Linked DNA regions of Macaca mulatta: region 1 is linked to region 2. The links are chromatin contacts, called in public Hi-C maps. All regions are on one chromosome and are shown on one strand. Each heading gives the region's core, a stretch centred on a gene start, on an enhancer-like site or on the middle of the called end of the contact. The rest is flanking DNA. Distances are from core to core; before and after follow the strand shown.

Region 1 (5,074 bases), core at 1,310-3,809, 190 kb after region 2:
AGACTGGTCTCAAACTCTTGACCTCATGTGATCCACTCACCCCAGCCTCCCAAAGTGTTAGGATTACAGGTGTGAGTCACTGCACCCAGCCTGAAAAAGTATTTTCTAATTTTATTAGTATTTTAAAACTTAGTACTGTGAAACATAGCACCTATTTTGTTCCTCATTTCACTTTGGAAAACCCCCAGTTGAGTTAGTGGGAGTTGAGCCCAGTCACTGTTGACCGGCTGCGTGGGTCTGGGCAGTGCTGGGACTTGGCAAGAGGGCCCAGGGCCCCCTGAGGACCAGTGGGGTACAGAGAGTGGCTACGGGTGTGGCGTGGGATGGAGGAGAAGGGGAAGCTGCTGCCCGGTCCATCTCTGATTCATGGAGCTGATTTTCCAAACACTCTGAGGCCTCAGTTCACATTGTGTTCCCCATAGAGGGGGCTCTGTGTCTCTGGACTGCTGTCAGGCCCTGCCAGGCTCTTCACTGTTTGGAGCCAGATCTATGGAGCTAACCTGCCTGGACCTGCTTTCTGAGGAGGGGACAGGCAGAAAGTGCCGGCCCTAGCCGGATCCAGCCTGCAGAAGGTGTTCTAGCCTCCAAGCAGCCCGCTGGCCAACTCCAGGCCCAGGTGGCTGCAGGCTCCACAATGGGTGACTCAGGTAAGCTGTGCTGGACAAACAAGCCAGCATTCTCAGCCCAGCACGGTGATGCCTGTCATTAGCTTTCCTGTCATCATTGTGCCACCACTTCCTGAGGGTGACCTTGCCAGGCCCGGAGTCAGGGCCCATGGAGACTGGCAGGAATGTGGTTATCTTGGTTTATGTCTTGTTGCCAAGGTGCTTCCCGATGCCTCTAAAGCTGGGCTTGGAGCTGATCCACCAGCATCTGTGCTGTCTGATGGTGGCATGGAGGCCGCTGGGCTGAAAGGGCCCTACTGAGACCACGGACGATCTGCTGAGGAGATACTGGTACGTGTCTTTCTCGTGATCCCAACACCTACAGTTTTGGTGCTCCCTTCCTTCAGGAGTTCCAAAAGACCAGGTAAACTGGAGACACGCGGCCAGAGAGGTGACTGGGCTTAACAAACAGCCAGCTTAAACAAACAGCTAATGTTTCCTGAGCACTTCTCATGTGCCAGGCCCCGCTCTAAGCACTTCACATATGTCAATGAATTCTCGAAACATTCCTGTGACACAGCTGCTAGTATTATCCCTATTTTACAGATGAGGAAGCTGAGGTTGTCACAGGCTCAGAAACACACAGCCGGTGACCAGTGAATCCAGGATCTGAACTCAGGCTATCGAACCTACAGCCTGCTAGATCTACCTGCCAAGCTACCTGACCTAGAGCTGGTGCATTTTTTTTCCCCCTTTATTTTTCTTTTTTATAAACAAGGTGTCTTGCTCTGTCACCCAGACTGGAGTGCAGTGGTGCAATCACAGCTCACTGCAGTCTGGAACTCCTGGGCTCAAGCGATCCTCCCACTTCAGCCTCCCTAGTATAATGGGACTATAGGCACATGCCACCACTCCTGGCTAGTGAGCTGGTGCTCCTGACTCTCACAGGGTACTCCCTCTCTCCTGCTCTGTCGTCATGACTGTAGTGCAAGGGGACTCAGCAAGAAGCCTCAGGATTCTAGGCGTGGCGCAGCCACAACCTGCTGTGTGATCTTAGCCTTCACTCCCCACTCTGGCTTTCAGATTCCTCAGGGATGAGACCAAGTAGTCTGCAACTCTGCTTCCAGCTCTGTGACTCTGACTCACATGGAAACAGCAGTGGGGAAAGGCCCTATCCCCTCCACCCTTAGCCCCGCCGGAAGTGTCTACTCCTGATTACCAAGGACAGCCTCACGGGCTTTTGAGAAGGGCAGGGATCAACTCCTGACCTGGTGACACTGATGGAGCAAAGCTGCTTCCCCACTCCACACCTCAGTTTCCCCACTCCTTCCAGTGGAGATAATGACCTCTGTGTGCTCAGTGCTACAGTGAGTCAGGGTTAATTAGCATTAGTCACAGACTTGGGAATCCTCGCAAGAAAAGGGTCATCTGGTGGGTCTGGGCGGCGCCCTGGCTGTGATGAGACACCGCTCATGCCCCTGTGAGTGTATCATCATGCTTCATTAGTGGCTTGCCTAACTGTGCAGGTTGGCCCTGGGGTGGCCCAGCCCTGAGTGCGGGTGCTGAGATCAGCCAAAGGATGACACCTGGGGAGGCCTGCGTGTGTCCCAGTGTGGCTGCCAATGGCTCACAGTCCCCTGGATTTCCCTTTCGGTTGACTTCCCATTCAATCTGATTCTTATCCTTGCTACTCGAGCCACTATTCCTGGATGCAAGGCCCCAACTCTGACCTTAAATTTAGAGGACTTTTTCCTTCTCTGTCTCCTCAATAAATACCCATTCTCATTTCTCTCTCTCTCTGCTGACTGTCCCAATGCTTTCAGTCTCTTTCTGTTTCCATCACTGCATTTGGTAGAGCTTAAGTGGGGTTAGTGGAGAGACCCTGTAACAAAATAAGGACAAAGTAAGAATGATGATGTCTTGTGTTGGCAATTCCATCAAGGTAAGCCAGATGTGGAACACGGGGGCCATCTAGTGGTCTTGGTGGGTACTGCTAGCATTCCTGCCTGGCACTGAGGTCACATTCTTGAACTTGTTTTTTTTCCTGAGACAGGGTCTTGCTCTGTCGCCCAGGCTGGAGGGCACTGGTGTGATCACAGCTCACTGCAGTTTTGACTTCCTAGGCTTAAGTGATCCTCCCACTTCAGCCTCCTGAGTAGCTGGGACACCACCACACCTGGCTAATTTTTTTTTGGTAGAGACGGGGTTTCCCTATGTTATCTACTCTGGTCTTGAACTCCTGGGCTCAAATGATCTGCCTGTGTTGGCCTCCCAAAGTGCTGGGATTATAGGCGTAAGCCACCACGCCTGGCCTCATACCTGAACTTGATTCTCAAGTCGGCTACAGTGTCTTGCCCCAGCTCTTGGAGACTTGGGAGATGGCATGATCCTTAGGAGGGGAGATTTTCTTATCACTTAGTATTTGATAAATTGCATTTCCCTTGACATCTAGTTTCTCTGGATCTACAGAAGAAAGGCCTCAGGCTGGGCGTGGTGGCTCACCGCTGTAATCCCAGCACTTTGGGAGGTCGAGGCGGGTGGATCCTTGAGGTCAGGAGTTCAAGACCAGCCTGGCCAACATGGTGAAACCCCGTCTCTACTAAAAACACAAAAATTAGCCAGGCGGTAGTGGCACATGCGTGTAATCCCAGCTACTCAGGAGGCTGAGGGAGGAGAATGGCTTGAGCCTGGGAGGTGGAGGTTGCAGTGAGCCGAGATCCTGCCACTGTACTCCAGCCTAGGTGACAGAGTGAGACCCTGTCTCAAATAAATAATACATAAATAAAAATAAAAAATTAGCCGGGCGTGATGGCGGGTGCCTGTAGTTCCAGCTACTAGGGAGGCTGAGGCAGAATCACTTGAACCCGGGAGGCAGAGGTTGCAGTGAGCCGAGATTGCAGTATTGCACTCTAGCCTGGGCAACAGAGCAAGACTGTCTCAAAACAAAAACAAAAACAAACAAAAAAAATCCAAGTAACAATGGTATTAAACATCGTCATGCATGTCTTTGGTTAGAGGCAGGCCGTGGGGTCTGCCTTGGAGGCTGATGGACTGAGTTTGAATCCCGGCCCTCACTTACTGGGCTGTGTGATCCTGAACAAAGTAATTAACTTATGCTTTTGTTTCCTCATTTGTAAAAATGGAACAGTAATTATACCTACCTCATAGGACTGCTATGAGGCTTAAATAAGATAAAATGCTTAGACCAGTGCTTGGCAAACAATCTGTACTTAAAAGAGATAGCTATTTGCAGTAGTAGTAAAATCAAGTTTCAGAGGTTCTTCTGAAGACTGATTCCCCGCTTCTCAGTAGGAGGTAGACTCCAGCTGCAGTCTTGGTTTTGCTATCCCCCTTTTTTTTTTTTTTTTGAGATACAGCCTCATTCTGTCGCCCAGGCTGAAGTGCAGTGGTGCGATCTCGGCTCACCGGAACCTTCGCCTCCTGGATTCAAGTGATTCTCCTGCCTCAGCTTCCCGAGTAGCTGGAACTCCAGGCACCCATCACCGTGCCCAGCTAATTTTTTTTTTTTTTTTTTTTTTTTGAGACGGAGTCTCGCTCTGTCGCCCAGGCTGGAGTGCAGTGGCCGGATCTCAGCTCACTGCAAGCTCCACCTCCCGGGTTCGGGCCATTCTCCTGTCTCAGCCTCCTGAGTAGCTGGGACTACAGGCGCCCGCCACCTCGCCCGGCTAGTTTTTTGTATTTTTTAGTAGAGACGGGGTTTCACCGTGTTAGCCAGGATGGTCTCGATCTCCTGACCTAGTGATCCACCCGTCTCGGCCTCCCAAAGTGCTGGGATTACAGGCTTGAGCCACCGCACCCGGCGTTTTTTGTATTTTTTAGTAGAGACGGGGTTTCACCGTGTTAGCCAGGATGGTCTCGATCTCCTGACCTAGTGATCCGCCCGTCTCGGCCTCCCAAAGTGCTGGGATTATAGGCTTGAGCCACCGCGCCCGGCCAACCCAGCTAATTTTTGTATTTTTAGTAGGAATGGGGTTTCATCACGTTGGCCAGGCTGGTCTTGAACTCCTGACCTCAAGTGATCCGCCTGCCTCGGCCTCCCAGAGTGCTGAGACTACAGGCGTGAGCCACTGTGCCTGGCTTTGCTATCACTTCTGATTGGCTCAAAACCCGCTGTGCCGTCCAGGTATTCTTTGTGCCTTTCCTTCTTCTGCACTGGTTCTAGTTAGGTTGGACAAGACTGGCCAAGAAATGGACACAGAGGCTAAAAAGGATTTTCTTGTCTCTGTGATCATGGCTTCCCCATGAGAACTATGAAGAACTTGGAGGTGAATCTTGATTCCCTTCCAGGCTTCACATTTTCTGTTCCTACTACCATCCCTTTGAGGGCTGTTACTGACCCATTACAGGAAACAATTTTCCTCCATATCTGCTTACTGGGATATCAATAGGTGGCTAATAGAAAGAAGTGAGTACAGAAAGCTGAAGAGTATGTTGTTGTAATTATCTGA
Region 2 (4,778 bases), core at 449-2,948:
CTGCGCGCTGGCCAGCCTTGGCGGCCAGGACCCCAGGAGAGGAAGCTGAGGGAGGCCTGAATGCCAGCTGCACCTGGTGTCCAGCACCCCATTCTAGGTTCACTGTCACCTACAGGCACAGCCAGAAGGGTGTAGTTTTCTCTTAGGGAGTCTAAGTCCATTGTTGCCACCTCTGACCCCTTGACACCAGGTCCTGGGAGCCAAGTCTTGAGCCCCAAAGAGCTCTGAGGAGCTCAGGTCTTCAGAAGTGCCCTTTTTCCGAAAATAAACACCCTTCACTACGTAGGTACACATACACGCGCACAGGCACACGTGTGCCACACACACACAGAGGGAAATGCTCCTATCTTTTATCTTCTAACATTAAATCCCTGGTCAGGATAACTCTTCAGTTCCAAGAAGTTGGGGGCACACACACAGTACACCCTGAGGCCCAAGACAGCAGGCTTGGGCCCAAGTTGCACTGTCTGGGGCTCAGCGGGGGGTGAGTCCCTGAGATGCCACTTACAAATAGGGCTGCTTCAGCCTGCCAGGAGGCTACAAGGCCTCTGCAGCTCCAGGGATTGTGGGAGTCAGAAAAATCCTTTGTCTTGGTTCTGGGTGGGGAGCGGGACACCCCCAGATCCAGTGTCACAGGCACTCATTCCCAGGGGGACAGAGCAGCCTTCAGAGCCAGCAAGAAAGTTTTGAGGCTCAGAGCCCACCAGCTTTCTTTTCCAGGACAATGTGCCTCAGAAACCCCGGTCCCCTTCCCAGGAAAGGAACGATGACTCAGGCAAGTAGTGACAAGCCACCTGCCACTTGGGAAGCAGCTAGACTGAGGCCGAGGGTGAGTGGTGCTGGGTGGGATTCCCAGGGTTGGCGGAGGGGGGCGGTTGGGAGACCCAAGTGCCAGCAACTGCACTGAGACTTCTCCTTGGTGGGGGGAAAGTAGGGGGGGGTTAAAAGCAGCTGCCTTACGTGAGATCAATGGAATGACTGTTCACATGGCCTATGTACCTCTTAAGTCCCGTTTAGGATGGAAACTGCTCTACACCCCAAAGCTCTTTGGCCTAAAAACTCTAAACCTGTGTTCAAACCTTGGTGTTTCGTGGTTAATATCTAGCATCCTCTCTGTTACTCTATCTTGTGACGGGGCACTGTTTTGCGGCCTGGGTGGAGTTGAGTCACAGGGTGGCAGAGTCAGAACCTATTAGTCTAGGGATGTTGCTTTACAGCTTAGTACCCAAGGTCCATGAAAGCCCAGTGAGGGGCCTGAAGTTGCACAGCTGGTTAATGGAAGGGCTGGGACTTGAACTCATGGCTCTGTGGTTCAGTCCTTTGGCTAAAGGGCCCGTGAGTGCCACCCACAAAGAGGGTCTTAAACGTTTTGCTTCTGGGCTCTGGAGGCATCCAGGGTAGCTAGGGGGTTCCCTGCCAGTGGGGAGGGAGCAGGCACTGGCACACCATTCCTCAGCAGTCCCACCTCATTCAATCTGGCAGGTAGGTATGAAGCCGGGCCAACTGAGGAGTATGCATCAGGATGTAGGGAAGGAGAAAAAGGAGTTTAGGGGAATGAACAAGGAGAAAACAGTGGAAAAGAGATGGAATGAGAACACACGAACAAAGCAAAAGTATTTCCTTTGTCTTAAGGTCCTGCTAACAAAACCGTCTCCATTAGACTGAGCAGTATCGCCATCTGGTGGTAACCGAGAGCAAACGCTTTAGAAAGCAATCGAAATGCTGGTCTAATCCAGCGATAAGCGTTTTCCCATGCAAAACCCACCGTCCTCATCTCCCAGGAGGCGTAGCACTTGGCAGAGGACCACCTGTTTAGGCAGATCAGCCCTGGCAGGAAGCTGCACTGTCCGTGAACTCCAGGCCTCGGAGTATCCTCACTGGGTGTGAGTTGACAGGGCTTAGAAGGTTTAGGCATAGGGGTAGATAGGGACCTTCGGGCTTTACAAGGCTCTAGTGGAGGAGCCTCACAGCCCCGTTCATAGCCAGCAGTCTTGCATCTGAGTTCCAGGTTCAAGGACAGGCCTCTGGGCAGAGCCTCTAGGTTATCACTGCCTAAGGGTGCCACTCCCTTCCCAAACTAATTTAGTCACCTGCATTCCAAGAGCTGCTTAGCCAGAAGAAGCCAGCGTCTGCTACTCAAAGGAGCCAGAACAGAGAGGGTATTTTAGAAAACCAGCTGACAGTAATCATGAGGGCTATCAGTAATCATGAGGGCTATTATCTTATTGATCAAGGTCCAGCCATTTGCCAAGGTATATACACGTTTATTTAAAAAAGTTTACAGTTTTCATTATACACAACTATTAAGAGGTTATAGTCAGAGGAGGCATGTGTCCTGTTGACAGACATGCCTACTAGATCATCACAATGCAAGAAGAAAGGTGGAAGGGAGGAGACAGGGCAAGGAAAAATAAGCGATAAGAAGCTTCAGATTTCAGTTACGGGCTGGCAGTCCCTTTTATCTTTTCAAGTATCACACAATATGTACCAAATACAATCCATAAATAATGGCCATTTCTTCCCAAGCCCACAGCCAAGATGAGTGTTTGGCTAAGTTCAGAGCCCTGGCCCTTCCTCAGATGAGTGGAAAACCTGCGCACCAGAGGGCCGATTCCCCCTTCTCAAAGGGCTTCCTCCCACTCATCCCATCCCTAACGGAATCGCCGAGGTGTTAAGGAGCCAGAGAAAGCATAAACATGGATTCGGAAGTCCAAAGAAATGCAGTTCGTTGCGCCCAATCAGAGATATTTGATTTCATTCAACAAGGCTAGGAGCCCAGGTGGGAAGTCGATAAAAAATCTTGCTAACTTTTGTTAAGTGGCTTTTACTTTTCTAAGTCACTGAAACAAGAAGGGCCATATGCCATTTAAAATCAAACACTAGTTCCCAGAGACTTGGTGTCTAGAAATGACCCATTGAGCCTAGCGGAGGATCTGTCTTTCATGATTCTCAGCCATCCCAACGGGAGGCCTAATATAAAGCACGTGCCAGGCCAATGCCAACTAGGACTTCTGGGGGCCTTTGGAGGGAAAAATGCCTTTGAGAGGAGACATTCCTCAGGAGCTTAGATCAGCCAGCTGGCAGTCAGAACAGCTTTTGAAGAGGATGAGAAATGTTAGGTACTGGAGAGATGATATGGCAACTCCTGATAATGACCTCACTAGTATAAAATGCTGGTTGAAACTGCACAGTAACCTCAAGGAGGGCGATGAGATTGAAGACAAAGCCAAATGCCAGTGTCCAGGATGGCCACCACTGACCCTGTGCCCATAAGCCCCCGGTGCTGGGGCTTCCAGAGGGAGCCTAAGGGCGGTGGATTCAATGTTGCCAGGTTGCAACCATCTTGCTTGTTGGTGTTTGGCAAGAGCTTGAGCTCAGTTATGCGAACAGGGGCGAAGAATGGCTTGCGCTGGTAAAACATGAGGATCCAAAAACTATGGGCACTAAAGCACTAAAAAGGGGAGGGAAACCGCCAGAAGTGGCTCTGACCTGCTGCCGCTGCCACCACCTCTAAAGCCAAGAATGTACAGCCTCTGCCCAGGGATCTGGATGCTCTTCTGAGTGTTGGAAGGGCAGCCTGGAAAGGCATCTGGTGGTGAAACACCCCTGCTCCAGACTTACGCTACCATCTATTGTAGGGGGCCCAGAGTCCTCAGATTCACTGCCAGGCCTTCTTCCAGATCTTTCTGTACCTGTATGTTTTGGGTTCCTACTCACACCTCTCCCAGGCGCAGGGAAGGGACAAAAAGCATAAGAAGAGACTCTGTTCAACCCAGCAAAAGTCAGTTTCCCAGCGGAGAGGCGAAGCCCCACCCAGAATGTAAACATGCATGGGACCAAGGTTAGTGCCCGGACAGGACAGACTTGCACAGAGCAAGAGGGCATAGTGGGATCTATGCGGCAATTACAGGAGCTTCCAGCGCTAAGAGAGGAGCCTTATCCCACCTTCATCATACAGACTTAGATGGACACTCTCTCGCTCACACTCTCTTCGCACGTGTGCACACATATACACACACACACACACACTCTGCGGCCACACTCAAATCTGCTTAACTCCTACAACCTCCCCCAGCAGGTCATTTGACAATTCTGCACCTTCCGCTCTCTGGTGCTGGGGCTCTGGTCAGAGGCAAGCCAATGTCTTATCATTAGAGAGATGTGGGATTAGGTAAGGGGCAGAGCCATGACACTGCTCACACACCTTCCCGAAACTGGGGTCTACTCGGTTTTTTGACAAGATCAAAAGCAATTCTTAACTGGTCATTATTTTTTTTAAGGTAATTAGAACACTATTGTTTATACAATATTGAAAAAATACAATTTTTTATTGTTTGAACTCAAATCACCACCCAGCACTTTAAGCCTACCCTAAATAGCACCTACAATAAATGTCATAGCACAAGCAAACTGCAAAGTCAGCAGGTAAGCAAGTTAGACAGTGCCAGCAGAGACCCTCCCTCCCCCAAAGCAATGAGAAGACAGCGTGCTAGGTAAGAGTGAAGTACACCATTACATGTTAAATAGTTAATACTACCCTTCCAGCAAGCCACAGATGCTAGATGGATAACTCAGTACGGTTAACTAACCACAGCCCTACATCACTGCACTTTTTTTTTTTTTTTTTAAAGAAAACCTTTTGCTTCATGCCCGTAATTAACATAAATGTAAATTCTTTGTCTTTTTATTTAGGAAAATAATCATGCTAAAAGCAAGTTGTACTTTATATAGATTTTCAAAGAAAAGATTGATTGTGCTTTTTGAATAAAAAAAGAGGG

What was found. Hi-C and Micro-C count contacts between places; a contact is called where the count stands out from the background.
Region 1: a contact with region 2 is called in a Hi-C map of fibroblasts, with 4 times the contacts expected there. The contact joins two enhancer-like sites. A contact is called at or near these places in 5 of 14 Hi-C or Micro-C datasets (blood, fetal cortex germinal zone, fetal cortical plate and 2 more).

The regions. Positions count from the first base shown.
Region 1 is chr3:169,688,087-169,693,160 of T2T-MMU8v2.0, forward strand. No RefSeq gene overlaps it. Among named protein-coding and RNA genes, the nearest start is that of ZC3HC1, 43 kb to the right of the region's middle. Within about 2 kb of position 2,560, at least 5 of the 40 cell types and tissues checked have an H3K27ac peak or open chromatin away from gene starts, as enhancers often do.
Region 2 is chr3:169,502,938-169,507,715 of T2T-MMU8v2.0, forward strand. It overlaps UBE2H (ubiquitin conjugating enzyme E2 H), which reads right to left. Exons shown (of 7, transcript NM_001261059.2): 7 at 4,661-4,778. Among named protein-coding and RNA genes, the nearest start is that of MIR183, 64 kb to the left of the region's middle. Within about 2 kb of position 1,699, at least 13 of the 40 cell types and tissues checked have an H3K27ac peak or open chromatin away from gene starts, as enhancers often do.